Linked DNA regions of Mus musculus: all the other regions are linked to region 1. A link is a contact called in public HiChIP or PLAC-seq data. All regions are on one chromosome and are shown on one strand. Each heading gives the region's core, a stretch centred on a gene start, on an enhancer-like site or on the middle of the called end of the contact. The rest is flanking DNA. Distances are from core to core; before and after follow the strand shown.

Region 1 (4,041 bases), core at 689-3,188:
CATGTAGGTGCTGGCAATTAAACCCTGGTCCTCTGAAAAAGCAGCCAGTGCTCTTAAACATCGAGCCATCTCTTTAGCCCTCAATGGGGGCCGTTTTCATTCAAACTCCCACAACATGTTTGCCCACGAGTGAAGATGCTCTGGCTGGAAAGGCTGTATACTCTGACAGGTGCTTACACTTCTCAGTTGTTCCCCTCCAGGATCCTTTTCCTACCTCTTTCAGTTTGCGTGCTGATATACATACATACATACATACATACATACATACATACATACATACAATTCACTTTCTCTTGCTGGTGTTGGGATGAGCCCAGGACCTTGCACGTGTTAAGTATTCTACCCTCCCCAGCCTTACAACATTTCTGATTTTTTTTTCATACGTGTGCGCAGTGAATTTTGGTCTTATTCATCCTCAGGACCCTCTCATGTCCCCTCTCGTCCCTGGTTCTCCTCCTCTTCCCAACCAGCTCCCCTTCTGCTTTCAGGACTTCCTCCTGTTTTTGTTTACTCAGTCAGTTTAATTTTGTTTACATGAACGTGGGCGGGGGCATGGGTACCTTACTAGTGGTTTCACTACATGTCTCCCTCCCTCCAGGAACCCTTAACTGCCTAGAACTCCTCAGAGAGGCCGAAGGCTTCATGAGCCCCGCCCACCGACCTGTGATGGGCAGTGACCAGACCCAATCTGGTGCAAGTTTTTATTCACCGGGGTTCTTTCCAGCTTCTGAGAGTGCACCAGCGCATTGACCCTGTCGTATTGACGAGACTGTGTCCCATGATAGTGATGGGTACCTTCGACTGCCATCTCTGGTACACTTCCTTAGTGTCTTTTGCCTTATGATCACAGAAAGGAAGTTTGATCAACTTTTGGTTTGATTTTGTGACAGGGTACCGAACTTAGCCTCCTGAGTGTTAGGGTTGTGTACCCCAACACTTCTGCTCTTACAAAATGTTTCTTGTTTCATGCTACTCCTACCATATGATTTATGTCTGCTTATTTTGGAATACTTTTTCATTCAAAATATTATTTTCATTGTGAAGATATGATCACGATATTCAAGGTAAGAAAGAGTAAACAAGGAAAAAAGCCTTTATTTCTCTCCTGCGATTGAGGCTTCAGGGTTATGTCACCTTGCCTGTCCCACACACGTATTCAAGAGCTCGTGTCAAAAGCTAGTTCCAGCTCGGACCTTAAGTTGGAGGCAGGAGGCGCGGCCTCCAGCAGCGCGCCCACAGCGCCCTCTTGAGGCTCTGGAAGGTATCATAGAACAGAAGGATGCAGGAGGGGACCGAGGTTCTAAGGAAGGGATATTGGGGAAGGGGCGTTGGAGCAGGCGAGCTGCAGATCTCTTGAGGCTCCGAGGTCACCCGAATGCTGTGTCCACAGGACTCCGGGTCCTGGGCGTCGTCAACAGCGGCTGGGTTGACGGGACCCACGCGGATCCAGCTCACATGGCGCAAGACTCTCAACGCCTCCTCCCTCCCCTCTGCGTTCGCGCGACGAGTTCCGCATCTTTATCACCGCTCCCCCTGGGCTATGTGTGGCGGCCTAGACCTCCGGGTGTCCCCAGATGGAGCAGGTGCTTGGATGCCGCGCCGGGTTGGGGCAGGATGTTCGGATGAGCCCTATGACTTTGGCGGCCTCAGTTTCCCCAGGATGACTGCCCTCGTGCGTGGTCAGCCAAGAGGAGCGGGTCAGAGTATCCACCACGCACCGTGAGCGCCCAGAGGAGTGCATCCGCCCAAGTCCCACCTCCTAAGACTCCAGACTGTCCCTACCTCTCAGCACGTCTCCGCTCTGATCTTGATTTTCCTGGAGGTCGACCCAGGTTAAACCCCACAAGCCTTGTAGCCCCGAGCCTGTCGGGTGCGGGCTTGGCCGAGGCTTTCTCGACTGTAGCGGGCACTGTGCTGGGAGGACATGCGCAGTCGGCCAGCCAGAAGCCGGAGGCAGCCTTCTCCTGGGTGACTGGCCCCTGGGTCATCTCGCTTCAGCCTGCTTTGGTTCTAGGAGTTGGAAATGCTTAGCTTGAAGTCAATGTCCCCAGTGTAAGTGTCTGCGAGACGGCTCGCCGGGTGTAGGCGCTTGCCACCAAGCCTGACCACCTGAGTTTTCTGTGGAAGGAGAGAAGCAACACGGAAGTTATGCTCTGATCTTCACATGCGCTGTGGTGCGCACGCGCACACATCCCCCTCGTCCTGTATTTTTTTTTTTTAATTTTAAAATAAATTTAAATCTCCAATATACCGAAAACCACATGTATAAAACGTACCGAATAACAAACCACCCCACACCTCACACCTTTCTGCTTCTTAAAGGTTCCATCCTTGTCCAGGGTGTGGCTGCCTAGCCACCACTCACCCTGACTATGGTAGAGATGTTCGTTGAGGTTAGTGTTTATATTGACTTATTTGTTGGTGTTTGTTGGAGGTAGGATGGCTAACGATGTGATTGCCTTCCTGTCTGCCAGTAAACTTCAGACAGCAATACTTTTCCCCCAGAGCAAAGGCAGGGCACATGCCTGTTTCTGGGCACGTATCCATCTTCAAGAAAGTCAGTTGCTACCCTGTTGTCCTTCAAAGACATCGAGTCCTGGGATGGAGAGATGGTGTCTTGGTTAGGGTTTTACTGCTGTGAACAGACACTATGACCAAATAAAAACAACATTTAACTGGGGCTGGCTTACAGGTTCAGAGGTTCAGTCCATTATCAACAAGGCGGGAGCATGGCAGAATCCGGGCGGGCATTATACAGGACACACCTACTTCAACAAGGCCACACCTCCTAATAGTGCCATTTCCTGATCCAAGCCTATACAAACCATCACAGATGGCTTGTGGTTAAGAGCGCCCGCTGCTCTTGTAGAGGACCTGGATTTAGTCTCCAGCACTGACATGGTGGCTCATAACCATGCATAACTCCAGTTCCAAGGGATTCCTTTTCTGACTTCTGCAGGGATTAAAGGCATGTGCCACCACTGCCCGGCTGATTAGAAAGCTTAAAAAGAAAGAAAAAAAAAGAATCAGAGAACTTTCACTGTTTAGGCTCTGGAGGGAGGGGAGACTTTGGGATCAAAATTTAAGTTATAAAACAGCTGAGATGAGTATACATTTTGCTAAGACGGGCTTCCTGAAGCAGCTCACAGATGCAAAACTCATGTACTGCTGTCACTAGAGTGGACAGAGTCCCACTGACAATGCTCCATGCAAGGGACAGTGCAGACTCTCACAAAGCTGTGGCATCTTCCTGGCTTATATGGAGGGATAAGATTACTCCTCTCTAGCCTCAAAATCTCCTAAAACCAACAACACACAGAGTCTGCTTTTGACTAAATGAGGAAGGCGGTAAAGCTGTGATCTGCATTAAATAAATAAATAAATAAATAAATAAATAAATCTTTTAAAAAATAACTACTTCCACCTGGAAGCGTAGGTAGACTCCTTACTAGAGGTTGTTCTTCAGAATAGAAGCAGTTTGGACCTCTTCTTCATGAAACAATGACATTAGGAGAAACTTCATTGTTTCTATGACAACCAGTCACGGATCATTAAAAAATAATTAGCCAAAAATAAGCTTAAAAGGGGAGGGGTGGTGGTGTAAATGTCTGATAACTGGTGCCAATCTTGTTCTGGTCCCCTTGGCTACTCTACTCTACTTATAGACATTACTGGGCTATTTATTAATTTTTTTGTTCCTGGTCTCACTACAGGGTGCTGCTTGCTCAATTGCCTACTTAACTATGTAAAACAAAAATAAATTTTGTTAAATTATTAGTGCTGAGGAGATGATAAACCCCCTGCCCCAAGATGAGCTTATGACTCATGCTTATTAAGCCAGTGGGGAATGTAACAGGCCTGAGACTGTAGCACAACTGACGCTGGGTTAGAGGCATCATTCTGACTTTAGGTCACAAAACATAGGCCCCAGCACCAATGAAAGGGGAATTGTAGTCTCCCCTCCCCCAGCCTGAAACCTGCTTGCTCAGGGGTGGAGCTTCCTGCTCATTCGTTCTGCCACGCCCACTGCTGGAACCCGCG
Region 2 (4,021 bases), core at 1,301-3,800, 320 kb before region 1:
GGCTTCCCTTTTTACTTAATCACAAAATGAGAATATTATTAACCTAGATGAGTTAGTACTGTGTACCCCAGTATTACATATTCAATAAATAGGTGTCATTGCTATAATCATTAGTAGCAAAAATAATGTTGCAGACTTCTTTGTCTCATGATTAACTATATGTACAATCATAATACAACAGCAAATTACCTGGTTATATTTTATTTTATTTTATTTTATTTTAAAGACACGGTTTCTCGGTATAACCCTTGCTGTCCTGGAACTCATTTTGTAGACCAGGCTGGCCTCACACTTATAAAGATCCTATTTGCTTTCTGCCTCCTGAGTACTGGGATTTTAAAGGCTTATACCACATACCCTTTGTAACCTTATTTTATAACTATACCAAGACTGGTATTTTATCCTAACCTTTAAAAATAAAATACATGCTTTTTAAATTCCTAGAAATTTCACCCGAATCTTTAAAAACAGATTTTATTTATTATCATGTGGCACTTGAGTTAGGGAGTTAAGACTACTTTGGGGAAATCAATACTGTCTGATCACTGAGTCTGAGGATGGAACTTGATTTGTCAGGTTTGAGAAGCCAGGCCTTTAACAGCTAAGTTATTTCACTGACATTCATTAGAAATTTCACCATAAATTAAGACTATCTACTTGGGCTGGTGAGATGCCTCAGCAGTTAGCCATCTGGCTGCCTTTCCAGTACTCAGCTCAATTCCCAGCAACCACATGGTAACTCACAACCATCTGTAAAGGGATCTGACTCCCTCTTCTGTATTGTAGATGTACATGCAGACAGAGGACCAACATTCAAAGAAATACATACATAAATAAAATATTTTTAAAGTTTAAAAACAACAACTACATTTGCAAATGTCACTCACATAAGGAGATGGTTCAGCCTGTAAGGTGTAAGTATGAGAACCTGAGGTTGATTCCCAGTAGGCCCATAAAAACCATGTGCAGCTATGCATGTCTATAAAACCCAGTGCTGTGGAAGGAGTTACAGAGACAAAATTTGGAGCTGTGACGAAAGGATGGACCATCTAGTGACTGCCATATCCAGGGATCCATCCCATAATCAGCTTCCAAACGCTGACACCATTGCATACACTAGCAAGATTTTATCGAAAGGACCCAGATATAGCTGTCTCTTGTGAGACTATGCCGGGGGCCTAGCAAACACAGAAGTGGATGCTCACAGTCAGCTATTGGATGGATCACAGGGCCCCCAATGGAGGAGCTAGAGAAAGTACCCAAGGAGCTAAAGGGATCTGCAGCCCTATAGGTGGAACAACAATATGAACTCACCAGTACCCTGGAGCTCGAGTCTCTAGCTGCATATGTATCAGAAGATGGCCTAGTCGGCCATCAGTGGAAAGAGAGGCCCATTGGTCATGCAAACTTTATATGCTTCAGTACAGGGGAATGCCAGGGCCAAAAAGGGGGGCTGGGGGGGGGTGAGTATGGGGGACTTTTGGGATAGCATTGGAAATGTAAATGAGGAAAATACCTAATAAAAAATTAAAAACAAAACAAAACAAAACAAAACAAAAACCCAGGCTGGGGAGGTAGAGACAGGAGTCTTGTGAGGACATGATGGATACCCTAACTAGATCGATCAGATCTCAAAAAAAAAAAAAAAAAAAGTGACAGAGGAATCAGTGGCAGACACATGCATGCACGCAGGCAGATATTTAAAACACCACTTAATCAAAACAGTAAAATGATGCAGGAATTTAAAAGCTATCAAATTGGTAACTAACAATTGCATATACCCATACTGATACAGTTTCTTCAAGAAAATAACATGAAATTACAAGAATATATAAAGTATTTTTAAAAGAAAGATTTATCTATTACTTTTTATTTATTTTTATTTGTTTATTTGTTTTCAAGACAGGGTTTTTATGTATAGCCCTGGTAGTCATGGAACTCACTCTGTAGACCACACTGTCCTCAAATTCACTGAGATCTGCTTGCCTCTTCCTCCCAAGAGCTGGGATAAAGGTGTGTGCCACCACCACCACCCACTAAAGAAAGATTTACTCATATACATGACTGTCTGTCTGGATGCATGCCTGTGTGTCTGGTGCCCTGGGAGTAGACTATATAGGTGCTAGAAACTGAACCTAAGTCCTCTGAAAGAGTAGTATGTACTCCTAACTGTGGAGACAACTCTCCAACCCCAAGAATATCTTAAATTAAAAAAATATAAAAGTTCACAAACAAGAAGGTTGAACTAACAGTTCAATCATAACTAAAGAACAAATAGAAAAGAAAACCCTTAACGAAATAGGGAAAGTCTGAAGTCAGCTGAAAAAACAAGTCTGCAGTCATTCTTTCCTTTTCCTGTCAAGCTTCCCCCATACCCTTCATTTTTACTTAATACTAGAAAGGTGTGGGAATTTCCAGCAAGCTGGCCAGCTGCAAGTTCCATAAATCGGCAAAGAAAGCCCCCCTTCCAAGGAAAGCCCCCCTAAGCAGCTCCAGGCGCCCGGCCTGACAAGCTTTCTGAGAAATACTATTCTGGCTGCAGACTTTCTGGCTCCACAGCCATTGTTTGCATGGCAGCTCTGCTCCTTATCCAGAGCCTGGATTAGCATAAGAATATCGTCTTTTCCTTTAACAAGCAACTCATCCATTTTCCTTCCCGAATTTTAACTTCTTTCCCAGCAGCCCTAACCCCAATGTGCACATGTACAACTGCAGCAGCGTTGGTCAGGGTTATTCTAGTCATGATTATTTTTCTAACAGTAAAAAGCCGATCTCATCCAAATCTGGAGAAAATATTTTGCTTCAAGAGCTGTGAGTGTATCTGTAACAACACAAACCTGGTTTAGCATCTAAGGAAAAGAAAATCCTTCAGTTTGAATATGAACAGGAGCTAACAGTCTCTGAAGCTGCTGGCAGCTACTCTGAGATAAGACCAGAAGACAAACCAGATCCTCAGAAATACTGACTGTGCAAGCAATCTTGTTTGAAGCCTCAATTACTTAGAACTTTTTGGTGAGGAGGCAGTAAACTGCCCGTTGTGGTGGCATATGACAGTAAGATTTGCTGAATGAGGCAGAGGCAAGAGCATCATGAGTTCCAGGTCAGCCTGGGCAGTAATTACGTACACCTTTGATCCCAGCTCTCAGGAGGTGGAGGCTGAGGCACACATATCTCAGTGAGCTTGAGGCCAGCCTGGTCTACAGAGTAAGTTCCAGGACAGCCAGGGCTACATAGAGAAAAACCCAGTCTTGCTAGCCCCAATTAAGTGTTTTCTTTTGTAAGAGTTGCTGTGGTCACGGTGTCTCTTCACAGCAATAGAAACCCAAAGACATCCCCTCATTCTCCTGCCATCAAATCAATTGTTTCTACCTTCAGTTTGTATCCTGAGCCTACACACTTCGCACTAATTCCATTGTTCTCTAATTTAAGACACTAGCAACCTTTACTTGGATGATTGGAACAGTCTTATAAATGGTCTACAAATACTTTTATACACCACATATTCACCACACAGGCAGAGCAATCCTAATTATGTTGGGGTAAACCACACCTCTGTTTAAAGACCTCCAGTGATAGCCTGGTTCTCCCAGAGTAAAAGCTTAAGTCTAGAGATGTCCACCAGTCTCCAGTTCCTCTTCTACTCCAGCTGCACTACCCACGGCTCTTCCTTAAACAAGACACAAAAGCCTTTGCTCTAAGCCTGGCACATGTATAGGACTGCCACCTGCATCCTTTCCCCAGGATATAAGAAAAGATGTATTGCTACTTGGTCCCTGAGCTAATTGAAAAACAAAACAACAACAACAAAACACTTGTCTTACTCAGTGATCCTACCCTATCCTATTCAAACTGTAATGGCACTGCTACTTGAAAGCTTTCCTGTTATCCCCAGCCAGGCTTTTTTCTTTAGCACTTGGCATACTTTGATATTCCATCCTCTTGGTTTTATTATAAGATATGATACTACTCTGTAGTCCAAGCTGACTTAGAACTCACTTAAGAAGGCCAGGCTAGTTTCAAA
Region 3 (3,650 bases), core at 1,130-3,629, 510 kb before region 1:
GTCAGAGACAGAGACAGAGACAGAGACAGGGAGACAAAGAGAGAACTGAATGAACTAAGGAACCTCATACTAGTTAGAAAAGAGGAATCCCATAAACAAAACTACTGAGAACTTCTGAGGAAAAACAAACTGAAATACCAGAAATGAAAACACAGTAAGTTAAAATTCAGTGTAAGTCTCACCAGCAGAGAAGATCAAATAGAGGACCAAATAGGCTTAAAGGCAAAGAGGAAAAATTTGAATATTCCAAAGAAGACAAAGGTTCATTAATAAGAAGGCAGGAATGGCCCTCTCAGGCCATCTGGGACTTTAAAAAGACCAAACCTAAGATTCATGGGCACTGGAAAAGAAAGCTTTCATTCTAAAGGCATAGAAAATATTTTCAACAAAATAGTAGAAAAAAATCGCTCAATTACAGGAAAAGATGTCAGTCCAAACACAAGAGGCATTTAGAACATTAAACAGACAAGATCAGCAAAGAACTTCCCTCATCATATTATAATTAAATTACTGATATATGGAACAACATAAATATATTGAAAGCAGCAAGAAAAAAGTACCAAGTCACATATAAAGATGAGCCCATTGAAATAATTGCAGATTTCTCAACAAAAACTTCAAAAAAAAAAAACTTTAAAAGAAAATGATGCATTTCTATTTGCACAGATATATGTTGTAATGGAAGAAGGAAGAAAAACTTCCCATAATAAAGGCAGGCTAAAAGGAATTAATGAGCACTGAGGCAGCTCTACAAAAGATACTTGAGGGAATTGTTTGGAGTGAAGAAAAAGAGCCATGCACCAATAAGCCAGAGGAAAGAACCAAGGATGCTTGGTAAGAGTAAGCAGGGAAGAATTAATGTGTCTGAAGATACAGCATGCTCTACGTGACCTTGTTTACATACAGACCTAAGCTACTAAGGACACCAATTAGAACTTCTGTCTCTTTAATTACATTTTGTATATTAGAATTGTCTTGTGCCATTAGGGAAATGACTTCTCAGGGAGTTTCTTAGAATTTATTACTCAGAACATCTCTTAGAATGGACTGAGCTTTTTAAAACTAGGATGACAGTAAAAGTGAGTGAAAGGTATTGTTGGTATGAGTCCTATATTACTTATTTCTGTGGTGTCGAGCATCAAATCCATGGTGATGCACATGCTATAAGCCAGTGTACTGCCACAGCACAGCTTGATTGTATTCATTTACTAAAATCTATTTTTGATAAACATAAAAATTATAGAAATTAATGTGATGCCATGTAATGCTTCAAAAAATAAATATATCATAAAACCTTTAAAACAAGTTAGATACATCTCTCTCCATATAAATTTTTGTTTCTTTATGGTGAAAACATTTCAAATACTTAACTCTAGCTTTATTACAGCCACTCTACTGTGGAACAGACACCTCACACAATTTTTCTTACAGGTATTCTAAAATATGCCATTAAAGCTGTAATGTATTCCTACTAAGAAGGTCTATTTCTTTTACTTACTTTGAAGTGTTAGGGACCAACCCAGCGTCTCCAATTTTTGTTAAGTGTCATTGCCTAAGCTGGCCTCTATAATATTCTATATCAGCTTCCCAAGTAGCTATGATTTCAAGCATGTGATACTCCACATGGTTTATTTATTTATTCAGTTACTTATTTGTGTATTTTGAGGTGCTAAAGATCAAACACAAAGCCTTGCATAGAGTAGGCAGGTCCTCTATCAGCTGCTACACTCCAGCCTATGCAAAGTCTTTAAAATAGTATAGCCAGATGGAAAACAGCTTAGTCATTTCTTTTTGGTGGTGGTGGTGGTGGTGGTGGTGGTGGTGGTGGTGGTGGTGGTGGTGGTGTGTGTGTGTGTGGTTGGTTTGTTGGTTTGTTTGTTTGTACTGAGATATGGTTGCTCTGTGTAGCCTGGCTATCCTGAAACTTGCTCTGTAGACCAGGATGGCATCCAAATCAGAGGTCCATCTGCCTCTGCCTCCAGAGTGCTGGGATTAAAGGTGTGCACCACCATGCCCCGGCTGGTAATTTCTTATAAAACAATTTATGTATTTGGAATGCACCCTAGAAATCTGTGCCAAAGATCTGAACATTTATGTTCACACAAAAATCTATACTCTTGCCCCAGTACAGGGGAATGCCAGGGCCAGAAAGAGGGAGTGGGTGGGTTGGGGAGCAGGGTGGGGGGAATGTAGAGGGGACTTTCAGGATAGCATTTCAAATGTAAATGAAGAAAATATCTAATAAAAATTTTTTTAAATCTATACTCTTAAAAACCTCAAAAGAGAAATAACTCAAATGTCCTTCAGCCAGTGTGTTGTGGGGCTAATTATATTTGGTGTTAATTCCGTTCTCCAGTGAGGGACTGAGAACAAGGAATGAGTCAGCACTCAGGTGATTTCCTGTAAACCTGCTTCCCACCTTAATTTGTAAAATAAAGGAGAGCTGATGACTGGGCAGATAAAAGGGAAGGTGGAGCAGAAGGGAGGAAAAGGAAGGAGAAAATGGAAGAGGGAGATGACACAGAGGAGGAGGAAGCTGAAGAAAAGCGGAGCAGAAGCCTGGAGAAACGGCAAGTTCTTAGGGGTCTCATAAGATGTGCAAGATGGCAGTGTAGTGGTAGGCGCACAGCATGTAATCATATTAACTGTGTCCTGTTTTCATGCTGGGGCATATTTGGGAGTAGATTTACTGCAACAATACTTTATGTGATTTATAATATACAAGTTCATTTTTTTTTCTCCCTCTTTTCTCTTCTAGGCACACTGCTGCTGCCACCTGGGGGCTAGGAGCCCCTGTGTAGCCCTACCACAGCCATCCTTTTAAGTTCTATTTTCAATATTTTTGAAAAATAGCACTGGGTGGGGCCCTGGTTTCAATACTAATATTGCAAAATATAAAATAAAACAAATGAGTTCCAGTTTCAGCTTACAAATGAAAATAGCTGTTTAGAAAAAAACTTTTTGTACTCAAATCTTTCCTAACATATTTGTCTGCAGACTTACAGTGGATTTACAATGAGGTAACATTACAGTAACCCCACAAAAAACTAAAGATACAACAAAAATGTGTTAAATATACCTAACCTACCATCTGTCCCCACTTAGCAACACAGCACAGTGTGACATCTCAGTGATTCACCTTATAACCAGATGCTGACTGCAAGCCATGGATCGCTGCCACTGGGAGCATCACAAATGCAGAAAAGATCAAAATCCAAAGTATGTTCATACTGGTTTTGTACTATCCTAAGGCCAAAAAGTCAAAAATTAAAACATCCTAAGTTCAGCATATTCAAAATATGTCTTACATTTTTCAGGCTGGACATATGAATAACTTCCAAGATTTAGTAACTGACTTGTAAATGTTGATTGGAGTACTGTCTCACCAATCCACTGATCCTCATAAAGAACAACGTCTAAAAACAAAACAAAATGAAATCTGGTCACACCATAAACTCCTTTAGACTGTGGTTAACTTGTTAAACACATAGTAGCAATAGTAACCAATCATAGCAAGACATGATGCACACATCTCACATACCAGGCAACTAAAGTTGTTAGGCTGAAAGACCCACCCAAAGGCTCAAAACGATAAAACAGCAAGTTTAATTTCTTTTTTTTTTTTTTTTTTACTTTTTTTTTTATTTATT

The links. HiChIP or PLAC-seq counts read pairs in DNA pulled down with a chosen protein or histone mark.
Region 2: a contact with region 1 is called in an H3K27ac HiChIP or PLAC-seq map of embryonic stem cells, with 4 times the contacts expected there. The contact joins two enhancer-like sites. A contact is called at or near these places in 1 of 39 promoter capture datasets (the 3T3-L1 cell line), 11 of 484 Hi-C or Micro-C datasets (the AML12 cell line, the N1E-115 cell line, cerebellar granule neurons and 7 more), 3 of 115 datasets of contacts at active chromatin or transcription factors (embryonic stem cells and kidney) and 1 of 9 other capture datasets (embryonic stem cells).
Region 3: an H3K27ac HiChIP or PLAC-seq map of embryonic stem cells shows a contact between it and region 1, with 2.2 times the contacts expected there. The contact joins two enhancer-like sites. A contact is called at or near these places in 1 of 484 Hi-C or Micro-C datasets (cardiomyocytes) and 2 of 115 datasets of contacts at active chromatin or transcription factors (both in embryonic stem cells).

Annotation. Positions count from the first base shown.
Region 1 is chr14:34,767,898-34,771,938 of GRCm38.p6, forward strand. It overlaps A930038B10Rik (a long non-coding RNA gene), which reads left to right. Exons shown (of 5, transcript XR_001781218.2): 4 at 599-813; 5 at 1,391-2,204. Among named protein-coding and RNA genes, the nearest start is that of Gm30969, 4.6 kb to the right of the region's middle. Within about 2 kb of position 1,939, at least 206 of the 459 cell types and tissues checked have an H3K27ac peak or open chromatin away from gene starts, as enhancers often do. A contact at or near this core is called in cortical neurons and embryonic stem cells, where this site is marked.
Region 2 is chr14:34,451,366-34,455,386 of GRCm38.p6, forward strand. The region is part of intron 2 of Bmpr1a (bone morphogenetic protein receptor, type 1A); the gene reads right to left. Among named protein-coding and RNA genes, the nearest start is that of Bmpr1a, 49 kb to the right of the region's middle. Within about 2 kb of position 2,551, at least 52 of the 459 cell types and tissues checked have an H3K27ac peak or open chromatin away from gene starts, as enhancers often do. A contact at or near this core is called in cortical neurons and embryonic stem cells, where this site is marked.
Region 3 is chr14:34,256,317-34,259,966 of GRCm38.p6, forward strand. It overlaps Shld2 (shieldin complex subunit 2), which reads right to left. Exons shown (of 10, transcript NM_001360074.1): 4 at 3,309-3,416. Among named protein-coding and RNA genes, the nearest start is that of Syt15, 38 kb to the left of the region's middle. Within about 2 kb of position 2,380, at least 7 of the 459 cell types and tissues checked have an H3K27ac peak or open chromatin away from gene starts, as enhancers often do. A contact at or near this core is called in embryonic stem cells, where this site is marked.